Linked DNA regions of Ovis aries: region 1 is linked to region 2. The links are chromatin contacts, called in public Hi-C maps. All regions are on one chromosome and are shown on one strand. Each heading gives the region's core, a stretch centred on a gene start, on an enhancer-like site or on the middle of the called end of the contact. The rest is flanking DNA. Distances are from core to core; before and after follow the strand shown. Region 1 overlaps LOC121819676 (a long non-coding RNA gene). Region 2 has its middle 27 kb from the start of TRNAC-GCA.

Region 1 (4,889 bases), core at 23-2,522, 500 kb before region 2:
GGTTACCGTGACATCATTTCTATTATTTAAATTAAACAGCGAGGGGAGACTATAACTGTTAATAAAAGCCATCTCCACGCCCCTCATGGTTTCCCCTCCCCCTCTAGCATTTTATGACGTGTCATCCACGATAAATGTAAGCAGAATTATGTCGATCCGAGTAGCCTACTCTATAACTCTAATGTTGCATCTACAGGTCAGCAAGGAAATGCAGAGGAAAATTGCCATATTAAGGGACAGTTGTTTGAGAAAATATAGGTATTTATGAGTTTAGGGTGCTGGTGTTGTTTTTCTCTTTATAAATGTGTGTGTGTGTGTGTGTGTGTACAAAGTTCTGCAAACGCTTGTGCACACCCTCTGTAGTATACCCATGTTTGCACATTGAAAGCGGCCGGGTAATCGTTCCGTGGGGCTAGCTTAATGCAGTTAACAGAGAACTAACGTGTCATCTATGTCGAAAAGCATGCTCCTATTTTTAAAATCCCGTCACGTAATGAACTGGTTTTGTACCAGTCTGAAGCTTCCACCTTTATCCATCATGAATGCTCTTGTAAAAAAAACAAAAAAAAACAAAAAAAAAACACACAAAACATTTCAACCACTTGGTTCCTGACCATTGCTAAAACGACCCCCTTCTTTCTCTGCAACTATTCTTTATTTTTTTAAAGCCTATTTTCGTATTTAATAGTACTGATTATAAACAATCCTTGTTGTATAGAAACTCAGTTGAAATGATCCAGTGAGCTCCTGCCTTGGTCCTTGACGCAGACTGTCATCTCAAGTACTGGATGTGACCGGACTAGGTGGCCGGGCTCTAAGCTGCAGGAGACCGAAGCTACTTTTTCGTGCCCGGATGTCACCTTCTTTCTAGCCTGGAGCTTGCGCGCTGCGCACACACACGCGCGCGCACGCACACACACACACACAGACATACACCTCCTTCATAACTAGCTGAGGGGGTACCCCAAATGTGAGCAGAGCCGCGGGGCTGACTGAGGCTGAGCGAGCCTGGGCGGTGCGGCAGCCGCCGGGGAGAGCGCGCCCGGCCCAGGGGCTCTGGTTAAGGTGGGCGCCGGAGGCTAAGGACGCACGGGGGTCTCCGCGAGCTTTTAGTTCTGGTCTGAGACGCGGGCGAGGGTGGCCAGGAACCCAGGAAGGAAATCTAAGTTGCGTGGAGCGTTGGAGCCCTTAGACAGCCACCCTGGTCCGGGCGGAGGACCGCTGGAGCGTGGAGCGGCCTCCGGCGCTCGCTCGGGCGGGGTGGAAGCCCGAGAAGGGGGTCCCGCGGCGCTTTTGTACCGCCCCGCCTAAAGCCGGCCGCGATCTGACGTACCGGCTCCCCCGGGACGCTGGGGGCGTCGCACTGCAGCTGGGTGGGGAGCAATTTATTCCTCGCCGTCCCATCCCAGCCCATCTTCGGTTACTCCACCCTACCCGTCCCCTCCCTCCTCCCCCTCTACCTACGCCTTCACTACCTCCGATTCCCCACCCCCTCTCCATCCTCCATCCATCCCCCTTCGACTTCAGTCTCCCCCTCTCTCCCCTCCCTCCCGCCTCCCTTCTCTCTCCCCTCCCTCTCCTCTCTGAATAAGCAAGCTTTTGCCTCTAAAAGTCACAAGTAATCCTTGTGTGTGACAGAGGAGAGAGAGGAGAGAGGGAGAGGCGAGCTTTCGGAGAGGAGCAGCAGGCAGGAGGAGGATCTGGCATAGCGGCTGGGAGAGGAAACTTGACGCTTCGGGGCCAGCATTTGCCAGGGCCTTACTCGAGGTGAGTACTCGGGGGACGGCGGAGTTCGATTCCTGGCGGGGTCCAGCCTCCGCCCATCGCCCAGGCCCAGGAGACGGGCTCCGTGACCCGGGGCTACTCGAAGGCGGATACAAATGGGGGTGGGGGCGAGCAGGCGAGCGGGGTGAGGTGCGGCGGGCAGGGATCCGAGCAGAGGGCCGGGGTCAAAACGGTGCTGTGTGCCTGGCAAGGCTGGACTCCCGGCTCCGGCCCCGAGGCCCCCTGTGCGTCCGGCCAGGGTTCCAAGCGAGGGTGGCGGGGGATGTGGGGAGAGGTTGGGGGGGGGGGTGTTCCCGCTACCCGAGTCCCCTCCCTATCTGAGCGTCCCCGCGGCTCCCCTCTCTCCCACACCCGCGTGCAAAGCAGCCCCCGCTCAGTCATGAAGTGAACATTTGAGCCTCGCTCAAACCTGGAAAGGGAAAGTTTGGCGAGGCGGAGGCTGCGCAGCTCGGTGGTTGCCTGGAACCCAAGCTGGGACCCCAAGACTTAGGAAATCGAGAGATTTCCTTTTTTCTTTAAAAAAAAATTACCTTTAAAGAAAAATTGTATGCATTCAAAAAGATTATTGGATTACTATGTCTGATCAGCTGCTGATGACCTACCAATAAGCGTTTTAAATACACACGCACATTTGCGCGCGCGCGCGCGCGCACACACACACACACACACACACACACACACCACACCAGGGGCTATGTGCTGTAGGAAAGGCCGTCGTAAGTAACCAAGAATTCAGAGGAAGTCGCAGGGGCTTTAAAATGTATAAAGGCTGTGTTCATGTCCTCCACGGGTACAGAGAACAGAGGGAGGGGGCGGAGGGAGCGCACGTTGGCTCGGCGTTTTCTCTGTGCCTGTGTGTTTCGTGTGTTGTCAGCTGGCTCTGGTTTCTAAGCGCTGAACGCTGCCAGGGGCGGGGGCCGGCATCCACCATCCACCTCGGCACCCTAGTGGCGAAACAGGACTCATTTGTTTGGTGCAGAGCGGTGACGACCTAGAAGAGACTGAAGTGTGGTTAGGTCGGCCCCCTGCCATCCATTACACCTGCGGCAGATGGCTCAAGTGGTAGAATGGTTTGTTTTCGGGGATGGAGAACAGAGGAGGGGGAGGCTAGAGCCTCGCCCCACTCTAAGGAAGCACCATAAAGAACCAAAGACACGAAAGAAGCCATATTGTACCATCGAAAGAAATACTGTTCCGCAGTCTATGAGGGAACCTGGACATGTTAGTGACCTGGGTGCCTGACTCCAGTTGATGATATGGTAGAATTTTAGGATCAGTATTTTTTTCCAATGAATTTTTTTATGACGTCCCTACTCCCTCCTACACACACACACAGACACACACACACTCCTGTCTCCAACCAGATGCACACAGGTGTCCTTGAATATCTACTCCCTGAAGCCAAATGTCATTGAGCCCCTGCAGGTTTCACCGAAGCTGAAAGGGAGGCCACTCCGAGAGCTGGGAGCCTCTCCCCTCTCCCCAAGTGATTTATGCCACCAGCCTGCCTGCTACCACACACAAGTCCCCCACCCCAGATAACCATGTAGCAGGATTTCAAATATTTCCATCTCATTTTACATGTAATGATGTGCCTTTCTGATCAATAATCCCATCCTGGCATCCCTTCCTTCCTTCTTGCTTCTCAACAAGCAGGAAAGGAAGTACACACACACACACACTCTCCAAAGTGAGCCCAGAGGGAGGGCATGTGTGACAAAGGAACACAGACACAGTCTAAAGACAGTTTGGCCTGTCTTCATCCCTTAATTTACTTGCTAATTTAAGGAGAGATATATTAAGGAAGACCTGAACAGAATGAGAAGCCTTGTCTCCACCTTTACTTCACACACACACACTGTACCAATCCACTGTAATATTCATGGATATCCATGGCTTATATATTTTTATATATACTCATCATATATGTAATACTATGGTAATGCCACATGTAATATCATAATATGCATACATCCATATTTCTTGTGAATAAGAAACAATTTCACTGGCCTAATTTTCTATTCAAAATAAACAGTCCTTTAAATAGGGTTTAACAAGCTTATGCTTCAGAGGTGATTAGGTGTATAGCGAATTCTACTATTTTGACACTTAATTCTATTTTTCTATTTTCTTAAATCAACACTATTTAGAGCTAATGAAACCAAAGAATATCAGACAACAATAAGAAGCCATTCTAGATCCGATTTTCAAGTTATAAATAAAGCTACATTCTAGAAACAATGTTTCTTAGGAAAATTTTTCACCTTCTCCATTTTTCAAGGCGCTTTCAGTATCCAAAGATACCTCTGAAATGGGTTTGATTCACAGTTTCTTGTTGTGTGCCTAGTGTAATTTAATTTTTCTGTAATCATCTTCTGTTCTATGAAGATTTCCATTGTACCAGGAAAAAGTTGACTTTGATATGCAGTGGGGTAGAGGATTCATTGACAGAGATGCCATTAGAATATAGCTCTGTTTTGTTCATTATTAGTAATATGGGCTTGTTTGTACATCATACATACTGCTAAGGGCCTGCTGTGGGATGTGAATTCATACCTTATCAGAACACGTTCAGATACACTTGAAGAAAAATTTTTAAAAAAGAAAAATATTTGCAAAACTAAGTTGAAGAACAGCCCCCATGAACATTTTATAGTTGTGTTTTTTTTTTTTTTAAGCAGAAATCTTGATCTAAAACTCTTGACCTTTAGGGGCCCTAAGGGATTCCAATTGTATTTAAACAAAAGAGAATGATCAAAACTTTTATAACTGTAGAGAATGCAGACAAAAATTTAGCCCTAAGACCCTCCTTCCCTTTTTCTCAAAACACTTCACACCCTATTTTCAACCAGCATCTAAAGCTAAGGAAAAGAACTTCCGAGATGAACTCAAACTTTAAATGAAAAGTCGTTAAAAAAAAAAAAAACTCTGGAATTTTAAATGACTAGTATGTTAAATGGAAAAAAATCTCAAGGATTCAAATCAGTTCAAAAAGCCCAATCTTTCTAGGAGAAAGAATATATTTTATTGTTTAAGGAAGTTAACACCTGAATCACACTCACGTTTCTCAGGCCCAGGTGAGTCTTAGAGCTCAAAGGGGAAAC
Region 2 (5,213 bases), core at 262-2,761:
GTAATAATGCCTTTTGTGGTGCTGTCTGCCTGGGAGACCGCTCCCTAGCACCTTCCTCCCTGGCAAATCAACAGGACAGCTCAAAAGCTCGCAAAACAAAAACGGGGGGATGGGGGTGGGGGTGAGGGGAGGGCGATCCTCCTTTGGGGAAGGGAGATTCTTCTATACTGTCTTAAAAACAAGGATAGGAAGGGAAAAAAAGGAAAAGCAGAATAAATAAAAATGTTTTGTTTTTCTTGGATATGATTTTTCAGGAGCATCCCAGGAAGCCATCAGAGGCTGAAGTAATTTCAAAGTGTTGTTTAACCTGATGACATACTCTAGCTCTGTTCTCTATTGTGCATCCACTATTCTTTGAACCCAAATCTTCTGACAAGCGTGTGTGTGTGTGTGTGTATGTGTGTGTGTGTATTTAGAAAACGTGGGTTCACTAATAGGGCTTCCGTGGCTGAGCAGGGTGGTTTCTTCACGTTTTTCTCGCGTTTAGCGTTTTCTGGAAAACTGTACTGAGCGCTGTGGATGGCATCTGTCTTCTTGTGCCCGTGGGCGGAGGACACAGGCTGTGGGTGTGTCCCGCCCACAGTTGCGCGGGCGTGTGCGTGCGCGCGCACGCGTGTATACACGCATTCTCTACGGTGTGCCTCAAATGGAGCCTTTTTTTTTTTTTGCCCCTGCCAGCGTCCTGTGTATATTAGTATAATGCAAATAGAACCGTTCGGCTTGAGTATTTTTTTAGGAGGGGGAGGGGGTGAGCCATTTAAATTCTTCTCATATTTTATCGGTAGTCTTTCCACTGCATGTAAATTCACTGGGATGCCTTTTCAGAGGTCCGTGTGTGTGTGTGTGTGTGTGTGTGTGTGTGGTGGTGTGTTGGTTAGTGGGTGTGTGGGAGAGTGTGTATAACCTGTGAGCATCTTGTGAGTGATGTGTATTCTCTCCTGTATATCTCTGCACCCCCCTTCATGTTTTGTGTTCTTAGGGTGATTATGTGCATATTTACATATGTGTGCCTGTTTCCCTGCCTACACGCATTGTCTTTCTCTTTAACCCACCCACTTCATATATATTCTCTTATCTTTTGGCTAAGTGCCTTTTTTTTATCCCTCGAAGAATATTTATTGCTGTGATAATCTGAAATGAAAAGTGGTCTCCCATGAAGGAGATGGAAGAGAAAGGAGTGTTCATCTTTCTTAATAGACGGGGCAGAGCCAGTTGACTGGATCACAGGATTTCTCTGCACTTTCTGCGTGTCTGTGTGTGTGGCGGGGGTGGGGACACGGACAGGGGGCGGGGGAAGCGGCAAGAAAAGGAGCCTTTCACGAGAACAAAGGTGGGACATCGCGCCCCCTCGCGGCCAGGCTTCATATTGCGCAGACCTTGTCCTCTACGGCTTCTCCGCGGCCAAACGAATCCTGCGATTTGTCCGTTGAGCCATTCAGGAGTCGCCTCTCAGGCCCAGCCTCCGCCCTCAGCCAATCACCGGGCGCCATGCAAATCGCCTCTTCCGTTCTCCAAACAGGCGTCGGCTTCAGATGCTACTCTAGCCGCCCCTCCCCCGCCTCATTCTTCCGCTGTCCACCCCCGCCCTCCTCCGCTCCCGCCCTGGCAGCTGCTGGGGGATGAGGGCAGTGCCGGGCGCCTCGTGCATATGCAGATAATCTTCCTCATCCCTCCATCCTCTCCAGCTCTCCCCCTTTTCCCCCGCCCCCCACGATTCGGTCCCCTCTCCACTCCCACCCGCGCCTCCTTTGGATCCCCCGCCTTGTCCGAGCGCCTGGATGTGCAGTTCTCAGAGCCCTGGTACCAGGCAGCTGCTTCCCAGAAGGAGGCCTTACCGGGGAAAGGGAGGAAGGCATTACCCTTGAAATCCTCTCGAAGGTCAAGTTTGAGACTTGCTGAGCAGGGGCGAAAGGCGTTGAAACTGCGTCTGCAGGGTCTGCAGGAAGGCTTCTGCACGCAGACTGATTCCGAAATGCCTTTCTCCTCCGAAACACCAGATTAATTTCTGTGAAACACACAATGTACTGGTCACGTCCAAAGGCAGGGTGATGATAGATGATTTTGTAAGCCCAGAGCTACAGTGTGTATTTGTCTTGTACATCAAGGCTGCACAGCTCCCTAAACAAGGCTGCACAGCTCCCTAAACCGCAAAGAATTGGAGATGAGATCAAACAGCATTAGATCTACTTAGTAGCATGGGGGGGAGGGGGTGAGAAGACGGGCTGTGGAGGAGCGGGTGTGGGGCGCACTGCCCGCTGTGTGTGTGTGTTAGTCGCTCAGTCGTGTCCGATTGTGTGCGATCCCATGGACTGTAGCCCGCCAGGCTTCTCTGTCCATGGGGATTCTTCAGGCAAGAATACTGGAGTGGTGTGCCATTCCCTTCCCCTGGGGATCTTACTGAACCCCAGGGTCGAAGCTGGGTCTCCTGCATTTCAGGGGTGCCATTTAAAGTCAGGGCTTCCTGCGGCACAGGTGAGCGCTTAGAGCACGAACAGGACCCAGGAGAAGAAAAACCAAATCCTCGAAGAAAAAACAAGACCCGGGAGTAGTAGGTTGTTACTGGAACTTATATCCAGTCTGATTTAACGGCCTTTTACAGCCACCAGTAAAGGGTATTCACGCTTTGCATGTGGTCTGAACATGTGGAATGTACTGTGGGGTGCATTGAAGGGAAAAATGTCACTGAAGAAAATTGAGGTTGGTATAGTGCTCTGAGATCCTCTAAAGAGAAAGCAGGGAAATAGTGATGTGACTTTGTTTCATAGATGTCTATGTTGACACAGTAATTTCTAGAAACTTGACTCAGCTCCCCCTCAAATCTTACACCTTGGAGGTGGTGAGGAGAGAGCACAAGATTTGAAATAGTGTTTTGTCAGCATTTGGGCTTCCCGGTGGCTCAGATGGTAAGGAATCTGCCTGCAATGTGGGAGACCCGGGTTGGATCCCTGGGTCAGGGAGAGCCCCTGGAGAAGGAAATGGCACCCACTCCAGTATTTTTGCCTGGAGAATTCCATGGGCAAAGGAGGCTGGTGGGCTACAGTCCATGGGGTTGCAAAGAGTCAGACGCAACACTAACTAACACTGTCAGCATCTATCCATTGAACACGTTTTTATGGAGTCCTTATTCCATGCCAAGTATATAGCATCCTCGTACACGGAAAGCACATTATGTTCACCATGATTCTCAAGTATGGTAGAAGTTAGGAAGAGGAACAGGAATTCTGGAAGGTTTCCGTCTTAGAGATGCTCATGGCTTTTCAGAAGTGGGTGTGAGGGACAGGGAGGCCTGGTGTGTTGCAGTCCAAGGGGTCACAAAGAGTTGGACACGCTTGGGCAACTGAACAACTACAACATTAACACTGGGGTGCATATATCTTTTCAAATTAGGGTTTTTTTTTCAGACCTATACCCAGAAATGGAATTGCTTGGTCATATAGTAATTCTATTTTAAGTTTTTCGAGAAACTTCCATTTCTATTTTCCACAGTTACTCTACCAGTTTATATTCCCATCAACATTGCATAGGGTTCCCTTTCCTCCATATTCTTGCCAACATTTGTTACTTGTGTTCTTTTTGATGGTAGGCATTTTGACAGGCATGAGGTGATATTTCATGGTGGTTTTGGTTTGCATTTCCCTGATGATTAGCAGACGTTGAGCATGTATTCATGTGCCTATTAAACTTCTGCATTTCCTCTTTGGAGAAATGTCTATTCATTTCTTCTTCCCATTTTTTGAATTGGGTTGTTTATTTTCTTGATGTTGAGTTGTATGAGCTGTTTATATATGTTGGATATTAATCTCTTATTGGCCATATTATTTACAGATGCTTTCTCCCGTTCGGTAAGTTGTCTTTATGTCTTGTTGATGGTTTCCTTTGCTGTGCAAAAACTTTTAATTTTAATTAGGTCTTGTTTGTTTATTTTTTCTTTTATTTCCTTTACTTTAGAAGATGAACCCCCAAAAATACGTGATTTATTTTGTTCTGTGTTTAAATTTAAATTGCTGTGATTTATTTCTGCTATGTTTTCCTCCAGGAGTTTATAGTATCCGTTCGTACATTTAGCTCTTTGATCCATTTTGAGTTTATTTTTGTATATGGTATGTTCTAATTTCATTCTTTTATATGTAGCTGTCCAGTTTTCCCAGCACCACTTATTTAGCAGTCTGTCCTTTCTCCATTGTTCATTCTTCCTTCCTTGTCATAGATTAATTGACCATAAGTGTGTGAGTTTACTTCTGGGCTTTATATCCTGTTCCATTGATCTATGTGAAAGTGTTAGTCTCTCAGTCATGTCCAGCTCTTTGTGACCCCATGGACTGTAGTCAGCCAGGCTTCTCTGTCCATGGAATTTTCTGGGCAAGAATACTGGAGTGGATAGCCATTCCCTTCTCCAGGGGATCTTCCTAACCCAGGGGTCAAACCCTGAGAAACCTGTATGTAGGTTAGGAAGCAACGGTTAGAACTGGACAAGGAGCAATGGACTGGTTAAAAATTGAGAAAGAGTACATCAAGACTATATATTGTCACCCAGCTTATTTAACTTATATGCAGAGTCAGTCAGTTCAGTTGCTCAGTCGTGTCCGACTCTTTGTGACCCCATGGACTGCAGCATGCCAGGCTTCCCTGTCCATTACCAACTCCCAGAGTACATCATTTGAAATTTCTGGCTGGGTGAATCACAGGCTGGAATCCAGATTTCTGAGAGAAATATCAATAACCTCTGATATTCAGGTGATGCCACTCTAATGGCAGAAAGCAAAAAGGAACTAAAGAGCCTCTTGATGAGGGTGAAAGAGGAGAGTGAAAGAGCTGGCTTGAAATTCAACATTCAGAACACTAGGATCATGGCATCTGATCCCATCACTTCATTGCAAATAGATGGGGAAAAAGTAGCAACAGGAACAGATTTTATTTTCTTGGGCTCCAAAATCACCGCAGGTGGTGACAGCAGTCACAAAATTAAAAGACACTTGCTCCCTGGAAGGAAAGCTATGACCAACCTAGACAGCATATTAAAAAGCAGAGATATCACTTTGCTGACAAAGGTCTGTATAGTTAAAGTTATGGTTTTTCCAATAGTCATGTTTAGATGTGAGAGTTGGGCCGCAAAGAAGGCTGAGCCCCAAAGAACTGATGCTTCGAATTGTGGTTCTGGAGAAGACTCCTGAGAGTCCCTTGGACTGCAAGAAGAGCAAACCAGTCAATCCTAA

What was found. A called contact is a pair of places that touch in the nucleus more often than the background predicts.
Region 1: a contact with region 2 is called in a Hi-C map of hypothalamus, with 5 times the contacts expected there. The contact joins two enhancer-like sites. A contact is called at or near these places in 8 of 16 Hi-C or Micro-C datasets (hypothalamus, liver, mixed tissues and 4 more).

What each region holds. Positions count from the first base shown.
Region 1 is chr5:85,860,639-85,865,527 of ARS-UI_Ramb_v3.0, reverse strand. It overlaps LOC121819676 (a long non-coding RNA gene), which reads left to right. Exons shown (of 4, transcript XR_006060029.2): 1 at 1-1,767. Among named protein-coding and RNA genes, the nearest start is that of MEF2C, 140 kb to the left of the region's middle. Within about 2 kb of position 1,272, at least 9 of the 54 cell types and tissues checked have an H3K27ac peak or open chromatin away from gene starts, as enhancers often do. A contact at or near this core is called in hypothalamus, where this site is marked.
Region 2 is chr5:85,355,924-85,361,136 of ARS-UI_Ramb_v3.0, reverse strand. No RefSeq gene overlaps it. Among named protein-coding and RNA genes, the nearest start is that of TRNAC-GCA, 27 kb to the right of the region's middle. Within about 2 kb of position 1,511, at least 25 of the 54 cell types and tissues checked have an H3K27ac peak or open chromatin away from gene starts, as enhancers often do. A contact at or near this core is called in hypothalamus, where this site is marked.